Regions from separate parts of the Gossypium hirsutum genome. Here region 1 is linked to region 2. A link is a contact called in public Hi-C data. All regions are on one chromosome and are shown on one strand. Each heading gives the region's core, a stretch centred on a gene start, on an enhancer-like site or on the middle of the called end of the contact. The rest is flanking DNA. Distances are from core to core; before and after follow the strand shown.

Evidence for each region. Hi-C and Micro-C count contacts between places; a contact is called where the count stands out from the background.
Region 1: a Hi-C map of leaf shows a contact between it and region 2, with 3 times the contacts expected there. The contact joins the promoter of LOC107912917 here to the promoter of LOC107916697 in region 2. A contact is called at or near these places in 2 of 34 Hi-C or Micro-C datasets (both in leaf).

Annotation. Positions count from the first base shown.
Region 1 is chrD11:19,041,793-19,047,055 of Gossypium_hirsutum_v2.1, reverse strand. LOC107912917 (L-Ala-D/L-amino acid epimerase) reads left to right here and starts at 1,933. Exons shown (of 7, transcript XM_016841300.2): 1 at 1,933-2,987; 2 at 3,651-3,761; 3 at 4,160-4,376; 4 at 4,685-5,018. The coding sequence starts at 2,487.
Region 2 is chrD11:18,903,157-18,908,407 of Gossypium_hirsutum_v2.1, reverse strand. LOC107916697 (alpha/beta hydrolase domain-containing protein 17B) reads right to left here and starts at 3,125. Exons shown (of 5, transcript XM_016846039.2): 1 at 2,359-3,125. The coding sequence starts at 2,663.

The DNA.
Region 1 (5,263 bases), core at 684-3,183, 140 kb before region 2:
CTTCGCTAAAAATATTATATATTTTCATTTACATATCCTTGAATTTCCCCTTTTTAGGGGGATTTTGGCATATAGATACCTAACTGGGAAACCAAGCACAATCACTTACATGTTTATTTCTTCATCATCTTTTTTTTTTCAGTGTAGAAATTTCATGATATTTATTTTGTATGCTTGAGTTTGACTTTTAAGCATGTGATTTTGTTATATTGTTTTTTAGTAAAAAAGCAATTTATTATTTTATATGGCTAATAAATATAATTGGTAATCTGCTTTAATAATGTGTTTGTTTGTAGAACCCATAAATCAAAATTTAAAAGCTTGATAATATTGACCTTTTTGTTTAATTTATTTATGATGTGAATATAGTATAAAGTTTGAAGCTTATGGTAAAACCGCCCATAAAGTGGACTAATGCCTTTTTTTTAATTTTGTATTTTTTTTATCTTGGTTTGCATATTTTACCATATGTTAGGAAGTAAAATGTTTAAAAAAAATTAAGTGAAAATTGCTTGATTTTGGACTATTTAGCTTCATTTACTATTCGGTTGCTGTTTTCTTGATAAGTATGATATTTCCTTTAAGATACATAAAAATCGTCCTAGAAGTTGATCATTGAAATTGAAAATTAAATCTAAAGTTAAAAAAATATGGTTTTGAAAAATCCAATTGTTCAATCAATAATTATATATGAAAAATTATGAACATTTAATTTTTCATAAGATAAAAAATGTGAAAGAATTAATTGAATTTTCTTTTGTTACATTGGTAATGATTTTTTTAATTTTGTAAATTGATTAAGAGATTATTATGTGTTCTATTTTTTTTAATTATTTGCGAAAAAGTAAAACAATTAATAGATGTGGAAGGTCTTTGTTTTAAAAGTTGAAAGTTTTGGTTAGGAAGTTTGATCATCAAATTGATAGAATTTGTAAATGTGAATGGTTAAATTTATTAAATTATTTAGAATTAGGATCAAATTGATAAAAATGAAAGTATTGAGGAGTAAATGTGTTATTATACTAGTTAGAAAAGGCTTTCCGTTATCAATTTAACGGTGAGTGACTAAAATAAGAATGAATTCAAACGTTAGTGCCTAAATTGTAAATTTTTAAAGTTAGATAACCAAAACAGGAACGCAGGCACAATTGGGTGACCATTTATATAATTTACCCCAAATAATATTAAAACATATGATATCAAAGTATACCTTCGAATCTTATTGTATGATGGTTGTGGATATGATTAAAGAATGTTCTGGAAGTATATGTTCAATGACTTTTGTTAGGAAAATTAAGGAAGTGACTTGTCAGGTTCCAACAATTAAGTTCCAGCTCGTGAATAGGGAGCGAAATATGGTTGCTCATTGGCTAGCTAAATCATGTCTTTCTAATGATGTTAACTTAATTTATATTGATGTTCCTACACCTTACGTTAGGAGACTACTTTTAGAAGAGATATTAAGTGATTCCCATGTATGAATAAATTAATTTAAGGCAGTGTATTGCCCTCTTTTATCTATGAAAAAATTAAAAAAAACCCCAAAATATATCAAAATAATAATTAGGAAATTTGAAAAAAAAATTATAGTAACTATATTCAGTCAAACTGAGTTTGATCTAAAAGATTATGCCTTTAGATGAGTAATGCGTTTACCTTCAATAAAATTAAAAATAATTACGAAGAAAAAAATAATTATTGTAACTGTTACCTCGCCACAAATACTACTCGAATTGAATTTCCAAATAAAACATCCCATTAATAACTTAACAAAGAAGTTAATGCCCATGATTTTTGTTTCAAATTATTTTACTGACCCTAATAATTGATTAAATGTGTCACCAAAACAGATTTTGTTTCTTTCCTTAAAGTTGATATGGAGTGGGGACGGAGGTTTTGTCTATTTCACCCTATAACCAATCATTATGTCCCGGCATTGCCGTCGAGGTGCTCACTTCGGTGGCCTTGCCATGTTTTAGCTTACCATATGCATTAGGCTGATGAGCAGGTTTTTTTTTTTTTTAGTAAGACAGTATTCAATAATTACATCCAGCCCTAACAAATTATAAATGAAAAAGAAAATGGTTTTCATTTCTTCTTTTTCATAAAATTAGAAATTAAAAATTTATTTAAGGGTATTAAACCTTTTTATCACTCCATCTTTCCATTCATATCAGAGGGGCCAAAATTTACAGACCGGAGCTTGATAAAGTGGGGTCAACACTCAAAGGACGCATATGTTTTTTTCTTTTTTTCATGTGACTCTTTCACTCCTCCAAAGGTCACCAATCACTTAAATATGCTCTTAGTACAGTACACCATCAATGGCATGACAAATAAAAAAGACCTTGTTAGGGTGCAGCTTAGGTTTGTTTTTTGTATGTTAACTGGAAAACAAACCCAACAAAAATAGATAAATAAAGAATGACATTGAGTGCTTGCTAAATATCAACAAGAAAGCTAAGTTCAACCATCTTTCCAATCCAATGGCTTCACTTGGTTTCTGTTGTCCAACAAACTCTTTCCTTTTCTCTCGGTCTTCTCTGGTTAACCATCGAAGCAACTTGCAGACTCGTTTCATTGTCAGCTCCAGCACTAGCAGCAGTGAGCTGGTGACTCAATCAGCAGTCAGTGGGAGCACTGAAAGGCCAAGAACAAGCTTGGGATTGAAGAACTTGACTGAGATTTTCTGGGTTGATGTTCATTGTGCTGAAGGGAGACCATTGAATGTTGGGCTTCAAGAACCGGTGACCGTTGGCTGTTCCAGGCTTGAAAAGGTTGAGAATGTGGCTGTACGAGTTGAACTCAGCAATGGGTGTGTCGGGTGGGGTGAGGTATCAGTGGTTCCATGGGTTAACTGGAACCAAGCCACTGCTCTTGAGGAAGTGAGAAAAGCCTGTGAATTTCTTAGCCAGGGATCTCCAGTGACTTTGAATTTGGTTTTACATCAGATCTCAGAGATGTTTCCTGGTAGCGAATTTGCTTCTGTAAGTACAATCATGTTCTCATTATGTACTAACATTAACATTATATTGTGTTTGTTGAGGGCGAGGGGCTGCTTTGGAGTGTCTTAGACCTTCAATTGAAGGAATTGTTTTCGTTGGGATTTTGTCTTCCATTTATAGAGAAAAGTCTAAAGAGGTTTGCGGTTCAGAGAGTGTTTCGATTGGTGAAAATATGATTTGCACGCTCACAAAAGAGGTGCCGGTATCATGAGTAAGATCTATACCTTGGTTGGTGGTATAGACCCCATAAGTACAATATGCATAATAATTGCCCAATACTGATAGTTTTCTCGTGAGCTTGCAGGTCATGTTACCAATCGAGACATTCCCAAGACTTCGACTCACCATCAATAGTATTCTTATATTGCTTGGACTAATTTTTTAGAAGGATATTATGATATTCATGTCCGAAGAGGATGACTTGCATAAATTCTCCAAATACATTAAAAAAAATTTAAAAATTTTAACTATACACACTCAAGTTCTAATAATATAACTATTTACTTATCAAATAAGCTTGTGGTGTCCTCTTCCCCTAGACCCCTGATAAAAAAAACTACGTAGGAAAAAGAAAAGAAGAAAACTAAGTAATTTGTTTGGTCCCCTTTGCATCGGATCCTTATGATTTTTTATCTGTGTATGAAGGTTAGGGCTGGGTTAGAAATGGCATTGGTTGACGCAGTTGCTAATAGCATTGATGTGCCCCTATGGAGATTATTTGGGGGAGTGTCCAATTCCTTGTCCACTGCTGCTACAGTTAAGTAATGTATATATAATCGGTCTTTTTACTTTTATATGTAGTTGTGTTCGATACTAGTTTGATACTGAGTATAGGTATGGTTTTCTAAATATACAAAAATCTCGAAAAGATCGAGTATACAGACAGATTTTGGATTTGACAATTACCTAGAGCCTAGTTTAACATAATACATGTTACATAAATTTGGATACTGAGTGTTGAATAATGTTTATTTAATACGGTTATGTTGGGTTCTTTCTAATCCTTTTATGATTGGAAGCTTTAATATGAAAATATGCGTCGGAATAGGAGTATGGAATACAAATAAAAGCAACATAGCATATCACATTACAAAGACCGACTTAGATAGCAGTGTCATGGTTGAGATGGAGACTAATAATTTCCATGTCTACAGATCCCAACTACTTCCTCGGCTAAAGCATTCGATCTGGCTGCTAAATATTACAAACTAGGATTCAAGACATTGGAGATTAAACTGGGAAGGAATGTAAATGCAGATATTGAAGTTCTTCAAGCAGTAAGAGCTGCCCACCCTCATTGCTTATTTATCTTAGATGCAAATGAGGGTTACACTTCAAAGGAAGCCATCGAAGTTCTTCACAAACTAAATGGTAAGCAATTTTCAATATCACAAGTCATCGTCCAAAACTGAAGTCCCACCAATATTTGAGGTGATTTGAACAAAATTATTATGCTTGAAAATGAGTTTGAGAAAAAACTAAGACATTTAAACTATGAGCGATGCTTGAGTTTGATCCGAGTTGTTTTTCAGTTTTAGTTAAATATAGATAAGTCTGAATAAAATTTGAAGCTCTTATTTTAAGTCAGGGCATGCCTGATATAATGGTAATACGGTATATAAACCTGCTCCACGTACACCTCTAATTAAAAGATCACAATTATGTTGGTCTCATTGCAGAAAAAGGGGTGATTCCTACAGTTTTTGAACAACCAGTTCATAGAGATGACTGGAGAGGCCTTGGTGATGTGAGTAACGTTGCAAGGCATAAGTATGGGGTATCAGTTGCAGCAGATGAAAGTTGCAGGGATTTGACGGACATCAAAAAACTTATGGAGGAAAATCTTGTGGATGTTATCAACATTAAACTATCCAAATTTGGGGTTCTTGGTATCCTTGAAATTGTAGAAATGGTTAAAAAATCTGGATTGGAACTTATGATTGATAGTGTTGCTGAAACTAGACTTGCCACTGGTGTTGCTGGTCATTTAGTCGCTGGCCTTGGTTGCTTCAGGTAAGTTTGCCTCTTCCTTCCTTCCTTTCTTCTGGGAACTGTAACTAGCATTTGATGTTATCCTGTGTGGCTCGAGCTTTTAAGTGTGATTTTCGAATACAAATATCTATATCCATATCCATATACTTGAAAATTGAAAAATAAAGAATAGAGAAATGAAAAAAAATTAAAACTTAAAAGAGAAATAATAATAAAAACGAGGTTCAATGTCCCAAATGCCAAAGTAGAAAAGGGTATTGCCATTT
Region 2 (5,251 bases), core at 1,876-4,375:
ACAATCATGTCATGTCTAAAAACTATCCCAAGAATAATTTATAGGATAAGATATATCTAAAAGTTCCTTTTTGCATTATAATTCACAAAACTTTGCAATGCGCTATACATCTAAGGATTGAAGACTCCCTTGATCAGTTTCTTCTACAAAAGTCTCCACAGGAGAATAATGTGCTCAGTTATTTAAGTTCAATAGATAATTCAAAGTCAGTGCCTACTTTGAAAGCAAACTTTTCTAGTTTTCTCTTGGAAAAATTTCATCTACAAGGAAGCATTAAGCTTGCTTTTTATTTTTTAAAACCTTCCTGGCTGTTTACATAGTTATGGAGAGCACCTACAACAAACATCAGAAGTTTGACAACAGACAGAAGACAATCATTTCCAAGCTGCCAACATTTGTTATTTACAAGAACAAGTGAACGCATATCAGCATAAGTCACAAGAAATTTGAAAGAGTTAATAGTTACCATAAGGCAACATACAAAGATCCAACTTGACAGTACAGCAATTACAGCCCTAAAACACTAAACTACCGCTGAAAAACTTCTTATAAATCATTTTCTAGAAGTAGAAACAGGGCCTAAAAGAAATTCCCTACAGAAGTGGTTGATTATTAAGTCAGTAAGAAAAGCTAGGAAATATTATTATTTGCATTGTTCCTACATTTGCATAACATAATCTAACATAACTGAAATAACATTATCAATAATTATCAGTCATCACTTTGGAGGTTAGGTGATAATAATTTAGTCGCTACAACTTTGCAGTCCGCCCAAACAGCAAGGAGTAATACTCTGACCAATCAACTATACAAACAAGAAATTTGACCTTAAAAAGGAGAATGTTTCCTTCTCTTTTCTTTCACTTGATCCCAAATTTGCACCCTGACCAATCAACTGTACAGACAGTATGGCTTGAGCTAGTTGCATGGGATCCTAAATTTGACCTTAAAAAGATAATGTTTCCTTCTCTTTTAGCACTTTATCCCAGTTATATGTCATCAATAACTTCTGTAGTATATCTTTAAGTCGTAATAAAAACTTACATGTGACCACATAATTACACAAACAAACCTACCTCCATTTACATTTTTGTCCACTGGCATGACAAACACTATGCTCATCATACTCATACTGCAGTCCGAGTTACTAAATATCTAGCTTTTCCAAATGAACATAGATAAGCAACAATGAGAAGATCCCATCAACTTCAAGGATTGATGGTAAATATAGAATAAAAGTTCTGGATGTGGTAATGGCAGAGAAGGAAGGAACAGAAGCAGATAATTCATAAACATGGGAATTTAAAGGAAAATAATGCAGCAACATAATAGAACCTAATAATCAAAGGAAGTCAAGATTGCATTGTTCCACAGTCTACAATACGACACAGTAAAATTAAGCGTCCCTAATAGTATTCTGAAGCATAAAATAAAAGCTAGAATATTCAAAACTTGAAAAATGTCTCTTCAGTTAGTCATAATGCCTCAATAGTAACATAGGGCTATTATGAAGGTGTGGCCTATATTCTATAGAAACAGAACATCCAGTTAAAGGACTACACACTTCTCGCACATTCTAATCATGTGCCTACAGTTTTTCTTTTTTCTTTAACAACATTGCCTGCATGCCAATGTCCTTAGGGCTTCGGCATCAGCATCGAAGCACTATTTGCAAAAATGTATAACCAATAACATAAAGCTCCTCAATAACAAGCAAGTAGCCGTAACTAATATGACCCTGCCATAAACCATCTTCTTCAACATTGCCTTCAGTCCACGATCAGTAAACAGAAAAAAAAATATCCCAAAGTATTTAAATCACGTTTGAGCAGTATCCATGCTCAATAATATTGCAAAAGTCCGCACATTGAAGAAACAATAGAAGGAAAGGATAACAAATAACCGGTCACCCCTAAGAAACTTTAAATCAACAACATCGCCTTCACCAGTAACTCTTTGTCCAAGTCTCTCTTTCTCCTATATTTTTTTTATTCTCTCTCTCTAGTACTGCACAAATGAAGCCAATTAAAGTAAAACCATTAGCTCAATCTTACAATATACCATAATCAGCATAACTTTCACTTACTGGTAACCAGAATCTCTGTTCTTCCCATAACTAGCTTCAACCTCAATAATACAGCTGAACATAAGGCAAGCAAGTTCCACTTCACCAGAATTTTCCAACACTTATAGAACCCTAAATCCCCCAAAATCACAAGCAAATCAGACCAAACCCAAACGAACTACTTTACTAAGCTAAAAGAAATCTAATACAATTAAAACAGTAAAAGCCTAAGAAGCCGACTTAAAATATCATGTTCTATATGTTGCAAAAATTATGAAAGAAAATAAAAATACCCCATAAGATTAACCCGCAGGCGATTACACAACTCGACGAAAAGCTCAAACATTTGTCCTAAATCAGCGGCATTTCCATGAGAATACAAGAGAGTAGCGGAAGCCTTGGGGTGTTTTATATGGACGGCGACGATGTCGTTCCCGCGGCGCGTGCGTAGCTTCAAGACGTCGACACCGTCCCTCCTCGGTACCTCTGGTATGTAAAGCTGACCAGCGCATAACTCGTCCTCTAGCACTCTGTATGACGGCGGATTTGGCGGGAAGAACGCAAATTTCGCGGCAATCGAAGACGTTACTCCTCCCATCTTCTTCTTAGCACCAGACGTTGTTCATCCTTCATTAAAATTACCAAAATAAGTCACTCTCCTCAGAAACCTCAAATCTCAATCACCAACTTCCAATCTCCTTCAGATCTTTCTCATTTCATTTAAGATAGAAGGAAAATGAAAGAGAAGGAAAATGAAAACGAAGATAGGTGGCGCGTGGAATGGTAAGGGAGGCGCGTTGAGACGGGAGCTGCCGTAACGAAGCGAAGTTTCTTTAAATGTTTTGAGAGATAGGAAATGACAGCTAAATGGGATTTTATCCATTAAAAGGGAGGTAGGAAAAAGCAAGAAGGCGCGTGGGCGTGGGCGCGGGCGTGAGCGTGGGTATAGGAAGGGTCGCCTGACGGCGACTTTGACAAATGATATGCACATGGCATGTGTGTATGTATCTCTTTGGATCTTTAGTCACTTCACTAGAATGATGGAAGCTTTGCATGGATCACTTTTATTTTAATAAATTCAAATAAATAATATGTTTTTCATGATTTAGACTAAATAAAATATATATCTGAAATTTATAAAAATGTCAAATTCGATTTGAAAATATTTATGACTATTATATTTATAATTTACATTATTCTTGAATTTTAAAGATAAAGACCTAAATTAACTTTAAATTTAATTAGATTGTTATGACTTCTAAATACCAAACGGTTGAAGATTAAAAAAATGAACTAACCTTCAACTAATATTTGGTTTGTTTGAAGTAATAAAACTCCATTTGAGTCTTATAAAACAATGTTAAAAAGGATTTTCGTTTTCATATACGACTTAGGGTGGGTTTAGATAGACGGTGCGTTTACTTGCAGTTAGTATAGAAAGTATAGGTGGCGGTGAGATTAAATACAATAACGATATTATAACGTGAGGCAAAAAATAAACTAAACATACCACACCGCACCCCACCACCCATCCAAACTCACCATTAAACCCTACTCTACTCTAAATTTAATGGACGGTTTTAAACTTCAACCGGAGATTTCAGTCAAAAACATGGTCCGAAAAGGTCGGACTTATTGGGCCAGGCGTCAGAGGTCTGGTTTCAATGTTTCAACCCAAAACAACTTGCTTTTCTTCTGTGTATCATTTTTATTATTAATGTTGGAGATTCCCTTTATTATCATATCCAAAGCGTTCTCATCAAATGTAACGTACCCCACACTAACACTTGACCGTACCAAAATGCAGGAGGAAGATGAAGACATCAGCCATTGCTTCAACCCAATTTCAATTCTGTTGGTCTCACTTATTATTGAAGTATCTGTATCTTTTTATCATCTTTAACACTCATTTTTCATGGATTTAAAATTGCACTTTTTTCTTTATATTACTTGTAACAATAAATAATTCTCTTATCATGAGTGCTCTTAAAAAAAACGAATAATCATAAAATGCATTTTATTTTGATCAAATCTTTAAACTCATGAATAAAGAATGATTTAAATTGCATTTATGATTATAGACGCAATAACTGTGAAGTGTAATTACTCCCAGCATGATTGGTTTTTTGGATAGTAAAATTCCAGGAAATTTGATAATGAATATTAGCAGCGGAGAGAGTCAAAACCTGGCCACATTATTGCATTATTTAAGATTGCTACAACTTAGTGCTATTTAAGGAAACAAACCCTTTGACCATGTTTATCTCGATCTTATATCAATAACGAATATTGACAGTCCAGTTATATTCCTTTTTATAGTCTCGTGTTTCACGCTTCCGTTTAATATTCATATTTTACACTAGTATCAACTAGAACTGTCCATGGGCCGGGCCGAGTTCGGGCCAGGCCCAAAAAAAATTTTGGCCCACCTCTCAGGCCCGGGCCCGGCCCGACCCAAAATATGGGCCTGAAATTTTGCCCAGGCCCGACCTGGGAAAAATATCATAAGCCCGAGCCCGGCCTGGCCCGGCCAATTTTTAAAATAAATATTAAAAAATTGTTTTAAAAATAAAAAAAATAAAAAAATTTATTTTAAAAGTATTTTAGAATTAAAAAATAAAAATAAAAAATATATATTTATTATATTCGGGCCGGGCCGGGCCCAGGCCAAAAAAGTGGTGCCCGAGGCCCGGCCCGTTTTTTAAACGGACCTCGTTTTTCAAGCCCATATTTCGGGCCTATATTTTTACTCGAACCCTCCCATATTTCGGGCAGGCCGTCGAGCCGGGCGGCCCATGGATAGGTCTAGTATCAACTATCAAATACATATATATCGAAATATAATCTTTAAAAATTCTCCAAATACAATAAATTATTTAGAAAATTTTTAATAGACATATTTGTCTATCACACTTAAACCCAAATATAAGTAACATAAGACGGTGGGCAGTGAAATCTTGGGGTTTGTTTGTAATGACTGCCATGTTTTAAAATTTGTCAATTTTTTATGTTTCATTAAAAGTTTAATTAGCATTGTTGTTTAAGTTTTAATAGAGCTTCCTTTTAGTGTTGGACACATATCTAAGATACTCTTCAAGAATCTTCAATATATGGAAACAAATTTATAAATTTTGAACATATCTATCTCGGCGAACCCAAGGGGTAGGTAGGGACCACGGTCTCCCC